3 separate regions of the Mus musculus genome follow, and all the other regions are linked to region 2. Evidence: chromatin contacts called from public Hi-C data. All regions are on one chromosome and are shown on one strand. The core of a region is the stretch at or near the end of the contact, and the rest is flanking DNA. Distances in the headings are between cores, read along the strand shown. Region 1 holds the start of 3110082J24Rik (RIKEN cDNA 3110082J24 gene). Region 2 has its middle 37 kb from the start of Gm5129. Region 3 holds the start of Lmbr1 (limb region 1).

Region 1 (2,700 bases), core at 46-2,545, 330 kb after region 2:
GGGGGTGGAGCGGGGTTTCGGAAAGTGCTCTTACAGGATTCCAACACTACTTAGATTCAAACTCCAAGTGCCGCCTGCCCTCTTTGCTCCTCCCCAGTCTGAGCATCCCCGCCGCTGAGCTTGGAGTAGCGGATGTGAGCAACGCAGCAATCCTGAGTCCGGACTCCGCGAGGCCTTGGCACGAGGGGAAAACCTCGGACACCCACCCGGCCAGAGTCCCATCGGACCTGTTCTCTTTTCCCTAACCATCTCCACCCCGAGCACCCTGTCACCTGGGCGCTCCGGGGGTGCGGGCCCGGCGGGCGGGGCGCGGGGCGGGGATGGGGGTGGGGGCTGATGCCCCGTGGAAGGAGGCTGGCCACGTGACTCCCGAGGCTCAGCTGGGCTGCCAGGCGGGGAGCGCCGCTTCGGCCCAGGAGGAGGTGGTGGGCGCGCAGCCCGAGCTGCGCGGGACTGGCCGTCGGGGTCCCGGGACGGCGAACCCCGGGGAGCGCCCATGCCATGGAGAAGCTGGCGGCCGGGCTGGCCGGGCTGCGCTGGAGCATGGGCGCTTTCCCGCTGGACCTCATCGTCAGCCGCTGCCGCCTGCCCACGCTCGCCTGCCTCGGACCAGGTACCCGGTGTCTAGAGGGGAGACGGAGGCGGAGGATGCGAAAAGTCGGGGCTTCGCTCTGTTGGAGCTGGCAGGACTTACAGGCGCATTCAGTCACTACCCTCCCTGTCCCCGTTGATGGGGGGCTTTGCTTGTCTTCTGGGGCTGCTCCTGGCACAACCGGAGCCCCCAAGTCTGGGAGCCGCTTCTGGGCCCCTCCGACCCCCCACAGGGTTAGTAACTGGCCGCAGGGTTGCAACAAAGTTTTCAGTCCCCCTGGAGCCAGTAGCGATGCTGAGTCTGTGGGCCGCTCTGTCGGTGCACCCCGCTTTCCCGGCGCCTATCGGCCCCTGCCCAGGCCGCACCCCCTTGATCCCTTTGTCTTCCAGCCTCTCACCTTCATCGTACCGCATCTCTTGGACCACGATAGGTCTTTCCCTACCATCCCCGCTAGTCCCTTTTTGGGACCTTTCCTGAACCGTCCTTTGACATCCTGAGGTCTTTTGGCAACGGGCAGACTATCCTCCGGAGAGGCCTGAGTGAGCGGGCCGGCCACCAGGCACCCCCCTCCCACACACACACACCCTTCCCTATCTCAGCAGAGGACCCCCGGCCCTCCCCCACCTCTCGTCCTATTTCGCCAGCAGGTGCGGGTGTTCCGATGATGGGACCGAATATAGGAGAGCCTGAAGGCTGCACAGAGCAAGAGGACTGTAGTGTTGGGGGAAAGGGGAGCTGTTTGGTTGGGGGAGGGGCGGGAGCCGGGGCTGGCAGCCAGGCTGGGGGTTTTGTGTGTGAGAAGAATAGGGGTTTGGCCCGCGTTGGCACACTCGCTTCCCTGAATGCTAATGGGACTCCTGTGCTGTTCTTGGACTGGCAGCCCCTCCTCAGACCCGCAACAGCAAGAACTGGGCACAGTGAGCACCAGGCGGGCCGAAGCAGGCTCAGTGGGACTTCAGTGTGTCCCGGTCCTTTAGGTGGAATACCTGGCAGTCTAACTCTGGTGGGACCTCACTCACTGCTCAGCGTGAGATCCCAGGACTGCGCTTGCAGCTGGACTGTGTCTGCTTGTGAATAGGAAATTCTGCCCTAGGTTCTTCCTGCTCACTTCCCACGCATCTCTTTGACACCCTTTTCTTTGAGTTCTTTTCTGAGCGCTTCTTTATGGCTAGGACTTCTCTGTGCTTCCCTGACACCTGTGCGCCCCATTCCACAGGGCTGCTGGCTTTTGGGGAGGGCCAAGGAGTATGGACATTCATTCATTAAGTGAATGAATGAATGAGCAATAGTGTGGGATGGCCTAGCTGTCTGTGACAGTGTGGTTATTACTGTCGTAACCATTAGAATAAAAATGTATGCTTGAAATTGTGTGTCCTTGGAAGTCCTCTCGTTGGTATGCATTCAGGAGGGGTCCCCTGGTAGGATCTTGAGACTGAGTTGTGCTGTTTGGATGACAAGCATTTGTCTTGTTGGGTGCAGCTGAACTATTGCTGAGGGTGACCCCTGGCTATTGGTGTGTATACCTGTGTGGCTTTGGCCTGTGTCTCTGTGGAGGAGTGGGGGGTGGGGCTTGTTAGATTAGCTCCAAGGAGAGCTTGTAGAGCTGGAGGAGAAACAACAAACCTCCCCTGTGCATATTTGCACTTTAGTGCACATACATCCTCACACCCAGAATGGGAGATCTTCCCCTGAAAGCCCTGCATACCCCACCCATTGTTCACCCCACATAGACATGCTTTATGAAGTCCCCCGCTGTTAGAGTAAACCATTTCCCATTCATTGGGCTGGTAGAAAAATTGTAAGATGTGTGTGTGTGTGTGTGTGTGTGTGTATGCCCACACGCGCGTGTGCACGTGAGGGGGCTGGGAAGGAGACATCCCCACCCCCACTGTGCCCACCAGCTGCATCCAGGATACGCCCCATCAGTCTCCTGGAAGCTGGGCTGCCCCCTCCTGCTCCCCTGGAAACCGTTGCTGGGGATGGAGCCTCTTGAGCCCAGACCCCTCCCAACCCCTGCACCTCTGCCCCTGGGCTGTTTCCCTCAGACTAGACTCCTTCCCCCTCCCCCACTCTGCTTTCCTAAATCCAGTGCCTGTGCTACCCCAACT
Region 2 (2,700 bases), core at 111-2,610:
TATATATTTCTCTCAGGAGGCACGTAATATAATAGTTCATGCACTCAATGTAAACTCAAGAGCCTGTCTGATTCCTTAAAGCTGGAGTTATAGGTGGTGATGAGGTGGCTGCGGTGCTGGGAACCAAACTCAGGCCATCTGGGAGAATACAAAATGCTGGAGAGCCAGCTCTCCAGCCTACTGACAGCATCATATTCTGCGAGAGGCTGCTTTTAGAAAGATTAATATACAAAAAGTCTCCTTTCAGCCAGCTGGAGGTGGCACATACCTTTAATCCCTGATTTTGGAAACAGAGGAAGGCAGATCTCTGACTGAGACCAGCCTGGTCTACAGAGTTAGTTCCCAGTTCCAGGACAGCCCCGGGTTTTGAGAAACTTTTTTTAAATGGAGAAACTTTGTCTCAATAAAACAAAAAACCAAAACAATACAAAAAAAGTCTTCTTTCTACCAGTTTCGAGGAAATAGATCCTGAAATTTATCCATTTTCTCTGGGACTTTTTGTAGTAATCGATAGCCCTGATACCCAGAACTGGGAGATAGGTGTCTGGGTGTGTATGTAGAGGATTCTTTTGGTTATTTGAGGTGAGAACCTGCACCTGTGGCTGGCACCGTTCTGTGGCTGGGACACTAATGGTCAACATCCTGTGCTGCTCTTTGTAACCGACTACTGCTCTTCTACCCTACTGTCTGTCAGAGTATTTCATCACAGTGGCAGGAAGAGAGACATACCACTATTGGGGGTGGCCAACCTGCAGATTTACTGCCTCTAGCTTTCCAGTGTTTTGAGTGGTCTAAGCTGACAAGAAATGACTCAGAAAGCTGGCATCTGCCTGGCCTTTACAAGATTCATTTCAGCTGTGTCTGTGTCCTGATATTTTCTCATCATTAATGCTGGTATCACTTGGTTTACAAGGTTTCTGGGGCTGAAAGGGGAAAATGCTGCAGATAAGCCAGCAATCACAGACAGATACAGAGACAGAAGTGGAGAATTCTATTTTGTTTCCATTCCTTGATGAACTATCAATGCAGTAAGACTCAAAAAAAAGTACCCCCCAATTTATTTTTGAGGTTTCAAGGCTGTCTTGGAACTCTAGAACCCCAACTTTAAGACATGCACCTGCCTTTACCTCCTGAGTGCTGGGATTAATGGTGTGTGCCTCCACTGCCCAGCTCTGGTTTGGATTTTAGGAGCAGATTTTTAACTGCTGAGCCATTTCCCCAGCTCCAAAAGAATTTACTAAGTGGCATCTGGTTTATGTCCACCACCTTTCAGCCCTGTTTGTCTTTTTACTGGTACTCATGTGACAGAGGGAAGTGAAGTCTGATGCTGCCTTGCGTTTGTTCCCCATAAGATCTGGCTCTGGTCCTAGAGGGTGCTACAGGAGTGGCCACGGCTGTGGGGTGCAGGGAGTTGCTATGCAGCACCATCTGTAACTAACAGCATTTGGCCCTGGTTATGGGAACAGTTGGTGTTTTTAAGATGCCCATTAATTGCCAGCCCTACTGGTCTGAGAAATGATTGACTATGGGCACCTTTACCCAGGGCTTTTGATGGGTATGAGCAATGGGATTTGTGTGCCACCACATGGAACTGACACGTTAGGGCATACCAACTACACTCGGCTGCTGGAAGTCATTTGGCTGTTTGTCTTGTCCACTGTGACTCAGTGAGTTCAGGATGTTTGTGACACAGCACCAGAAGAAGCTCAACTGGTGCTTTTCATAGTTCTTAACCACAGAGGCAGGGGCTCTACCCTGGAACTCATTTGTGGAACTCAGCTCTTGTCTTAGCATCCTAAATGCTGGGATTGTAAGTGTCACCCAGCTCACCAGTTATTTTCATAGTCACTCCATGTATCTTCTGACCCCAGAGGACATGGCCCTTTTTAAGACTGAGGATGTGACTCAGTGGTAGGGTACTTGTCTAGCCTGAGTTAGAAATAAAATTACTGTCCTGTTGAAATTAGTGCTTTCGGGATTCCCTGGTTTCTAGGTCTCCAGATGAAATGTGACTTTTGCCTACTTGTGCGCTTCCTAACTCTTCTCTACTAATGTCGGTTTCCTAAGATGACCCTGCTGTCACACCTTCCTTCATGCCAGGCTGGTTTTATACATGCCCCACTTGGTTTCTCACTTTCTGGCTGCTCAAGCGTGTCCTCTCACAGATGTCCTCATTCTGTTGTGTTCATTTGAGACCGACAGTGCAGAGTTTGTTTGAAACTACAGCACTAAGTCTAAGAACAAGAACCCTGTGTGCCAGTCCCAGTGCCTGGCACATGTTTTGACGCCAGTGGTGTGACTGACTTCATCTTGTGAGCCAGCAGGTGATACAGACGAAATATCAGGTTGATGGCATTAATGACCTAGTGAAATAGACTTCTTTCTCCTTGTGTACTTGGGGAGGAGCTTATGTGAAGTCAGTACCCACATTCAGCTGGACTCAGATCTGAAGCCGTACCACACTCTGTGACAGTTGCCAAGTCTTTCTGTCTCAGCTTCCGGGCGACCTCAGTGTCTTGGCTGGGGACACTGTCAGATCGTGAGTTTGTTTTAAATTTTCATTAGTTGTTTCAAGGCATATGTTTTCTGGTGTGTTTCGTTCCCCAAGTGGAAAAGAAACATGACCTCATAACCCCGGGTGTGGACCAGTGCTTGACTTGCCTTAGGCTCTGGTTTGGGTCACCAGCATCAAAACAAACC
Region 3 (2,700 bases), core at 168-2,667, 390 kb before region 2:
TCCCTCAAACCAAGGGTGTGACTGAGAGGGGAACGTGAACTAGAAGAGAGGTGAATGCAAATATGTAACTTGAACATACTTTGCAGAGTTATGGGGACACAAACTAATTCTTTTACAATAGTGTAGGGCATCCTGAAAGGCACTCATCAAAAGAGACCTTAGGGAGCCAAGCTGGCTTCCTGACCTGCTAGAAACAGCAGGATGAAAGGGGTCCATCCTTTCCAGAGCAGTTGTTTGACAGCACTGTAGGTTCCTGCTCTCGCCCTTCCTACGAAAGACTTGTCTACACTCCTCGGGAAGTTTTTAACTCTGTCCTGGATAGAGGGGTTTAGAGAGGGTGTGAGTATAGGGAGATGCGGGTGGGAGGCCAGAGCCACTGCAGGGCTGGAAGCTTGGGAAGCCAGGTGTCTGTACTTACAGCTGAGCCACAGCAAGCTCAGCCCAGATACCAGGTACCACGCCCGGCTAGAAGAAAAGAGGCAGCCACCCATCACCCTATACCCTCAGTTAGCAGGAGATGCGGGATAAACTCAGGTGAAGATGGTGAAGCAGATGATAAAGGTGCAGATGAGTTGAATGGACGCATAGGGAGAGTATAGGAGAAATGGACGCAGGTTAAGTGTAGGTGACTGAGGAGGTCCGATGATGACGGGCTACAAGTGTTGGGAGGAGAGCCGAACTCAGGTGACCAGAGGTGGGCACAGGTGACTGGAAGCGGGCAGAAATGATAGGAGGGAGCTCAGGGAAAGGGAGGAGCACAGGTGACGCAGCGGAAGGAAGACATAGGTACGGGGTGGTGGGTGGGTATAAAGGTGACAGGAGAAAGATAGGAAGTTAGAATGAAGGGGAGGGAACATAGGTAAGGAGAGGACAGAAAGGAGGGGAGAGAACGCTGGTGGCGCGAGGGAGACCTACAAGAGGAGAGAGCAGTAGGGTGACAGAGCAGGAGGTGACAGAGGTGAGAAGATGGGGAGCAGGTGAACGGGTCTCAAGTGATGCGGGGCGTCGGAGTCAGTCTGCAGCAGACCCAGTGGGGTGCTGGAAGGCCAACATGCGTGAAGGGTCCGGGAAGAAACTATGGGACCGTGCTGGTCTACGCTGCGCTCCTGGGTCCAACGCGCGGCGCAGCACCAGGGAACCGCCCGACCACGCACCGTGGACTCTCGCACTTGGCTGTGGAAGTGCTGCTCCCGCGCCGACACCTCGTCCTGCCCTTCCATCCTCCTTTCATACCCACCGCAGGGCCGCCCGCGTCTGCGCGCTCCGCCGCACCATTGCCCGCGGGCGGCGGGGCTATACAGTCTCTCGTGGCCGGACAGAAACGCCACCTAGACCGCAGCAGGATCGGAAAACGCCGCCTGAGCTCAGGGAGAAGCGGTTCAAGATACAAGAGGCGGGGAATGGCCACAGCCTGGGCGGGGCTTGAGGTCGGGGCGGGACTTGTGCGTCACTCTGAGAGCGCCGTACGTCAGAGAAGAGCGCCTCTGCGCGTGGGGCGCTGGGCCGAAGGTCGCTAGGCGCCTTGGAGAGAGACTGGAGGAACGGGGGCGGGGTTTTTAGGGTCCTGGACTGAAGTGGCCTTCTGACGCGTGCTGCAGCAGGACATAAATCTCGGAGCTGGGCCTGAAGTGTTGTGGTCCAGCCTTGTTAGTCATTGCCCAGAGTAAGGGCGGGCCGAAGCTCCAGGCAGGGGATGAGGTCTAGAGGCGGAAGCCCTGGTGCGAACGGGATTTGGAGATCCGGGCACAGGTGCACCCGCCCTCACTTGTTTATTGAAGCTTTTGGATCACCCCGGGGCTTTTGGATCACGCCTTGCTCCACCCTTGTTCTCAGAATCTGAGTTTAGCACTGGGCTCGACCAACCTTAAAGACCTAGGGCCTACTACGGAAAATTTCTCTCCCAAGCAAGTGCAAAGCGGGAAAGCCGTTGCAGCTTAGCACTCTGAAGTCCTTCTGCCTCTGCGGAGATAGGAGAGCCGCTGTCCTGGAGAACTGAGATAGCCTAGGGCCCCCAGGTCTGAAGATGGGCTCTGATGGTTAATGATCCTCTGTAGGCCTTAAACAACGCCCTTGATATGAGGCACGACTAAGTATGCCAACACAGCCATTTCCCTTCATTATGCAATTTTTGTTTTAAAATTGGAATTTAAAGGAGTATTTGGTTGGTTGATTTGGATTTTCTAGACAGGGTTCTCTATGCAGTCCTGGTTGTCCTGAAACTCAAGAGATCCGACTGCCTCTGCTTCCGGGGAGTCATGATTAAAGGCCTGGGCCAAAACAGCTGGAATTAAAAGGATTATTTGCAATTTTGATTCTGGGTTCATTTGGTAGAAGAGCCTGGGGAACCTGAGTCTTGCTCCCAGCGTGTGTTCCCGATACAGCAGGCTCATCAGTCAGCAACAACGTGTCTGAATTCAAACCAGTTTGCCTTTGACGTGTCTTTAAATGTCTCAGCCCTAAAGAACAAGGAAAAAGACCTTTTTCCTGGACAACCGCGTTCTGGGAGCTAGGTTAAATACCCACCTGAACTGATCTGGATGATTCCTGGGCTAATCTGTCCAAATCAAAGGATAAACACATCAGCTTTTGAGGTGTGTAGCTCTGGGGCAGATATTCCAGAAAGTATTTCACATCTTTCCAATTGAATACTGCAACCATTTAAACCCTTACATTTCTGTTGCAGGGCTATTCATGGAAGCT

The links. A called contact is a pair of places that touch in the nucleus more often than the background predicts.
Region 1: a contact with region 2 is called in a Hi-C map of cortical neurons. The contact joins the promoter of 3110082J24Rik here to the enhancer-like site in region 2. A contact is called at or near these places in 8 of 39 promoter capture datasets (the 3T3-L1 cell line, HPC-7-derived erythroid cells, cranial neural crest and 4 more), 2 of 15 datasets of contacts at CTCF or cohesin (large pre-B cells and pro-B cells), 15 of 484 Hi-C or Micro-C datasets (B cells, the C10 cell line, the G1E-ER4 cell line and 9 more), 12 of 115 datasets of contacts at active chromatin or transcription factors (the 230-238 cell line, astrocytes, bone marrow-derived dendritic cells and 8 more) and 4 of 9 other capture datasets (adipose tissue, embryonic stem cells, liver and 1 more).
Region 3: a Hi-C map of the N1E-115 cell line shows a contact between it and region 2, with 5 times the contacts expected there. The contact joins the promoter of Lmbr1 here to the enhancer-like site in region 2. A contact is called at or near these places in 1 of 484 Hi-C or Micro-C datasets (the N1E-115 cell line) and 4 of 115 datasets of contacts at active chromatin or transcription factors (embryonic stem cells, large pre-B cells and stem cell-derived neural progenitor cells).

The regions. Positions count from the first base shown.
Region 1 is chr5:30,104,791-30,107,490 of GRCm38.p6, forward strand. It overlaps 3110082J24Rik (RIKEN cDNA 3110082J24 gene), which reads right to left and starts at 1,296. Exons shown (of 3, transcript NM_001256263.1): 1 at 1,217-1,296; 2 at 273-624. The coding sequence starts at 569. Garem2 (GRB2 associated regulator of MAPK1 subtype 2) reads left to right here and starts at 406. Exons shown (of 6, transcript NM_001167879.1): 1 at 406-613. The coding sequence starts at 502.
Region 2 is chr5:29,771,496-29,774,195 of GRCm38.p6, forward strand. It overlaps a transcript of Dnajb6 not described here. Among named protein-coding and RNA genes, the nearest start is that of Gm5129, 37 kb to the left of the region's middle. Within about 2 kb of position 1,361, at least 94 of the 459 cell types and tissues checked have an H3K27ac peak or open chromatin away from gene starts, as enhancers often do. A contact at or near this core is called in the 230-238 cell line, the HL-1 cell line, the HPC-7 cell line and 9 more, where this site is marked.
Region 3 is chr5:29,376,973-29,379,672 of GRCm38.p6, forward strand. It overlaps Lmbr1 (limb region 1), which reads right to left and starts at 1,418. Exons shown (of 17, transcript NM_020295.3): 1 at 1,155-1,418. The coding sequence starts at 1,220.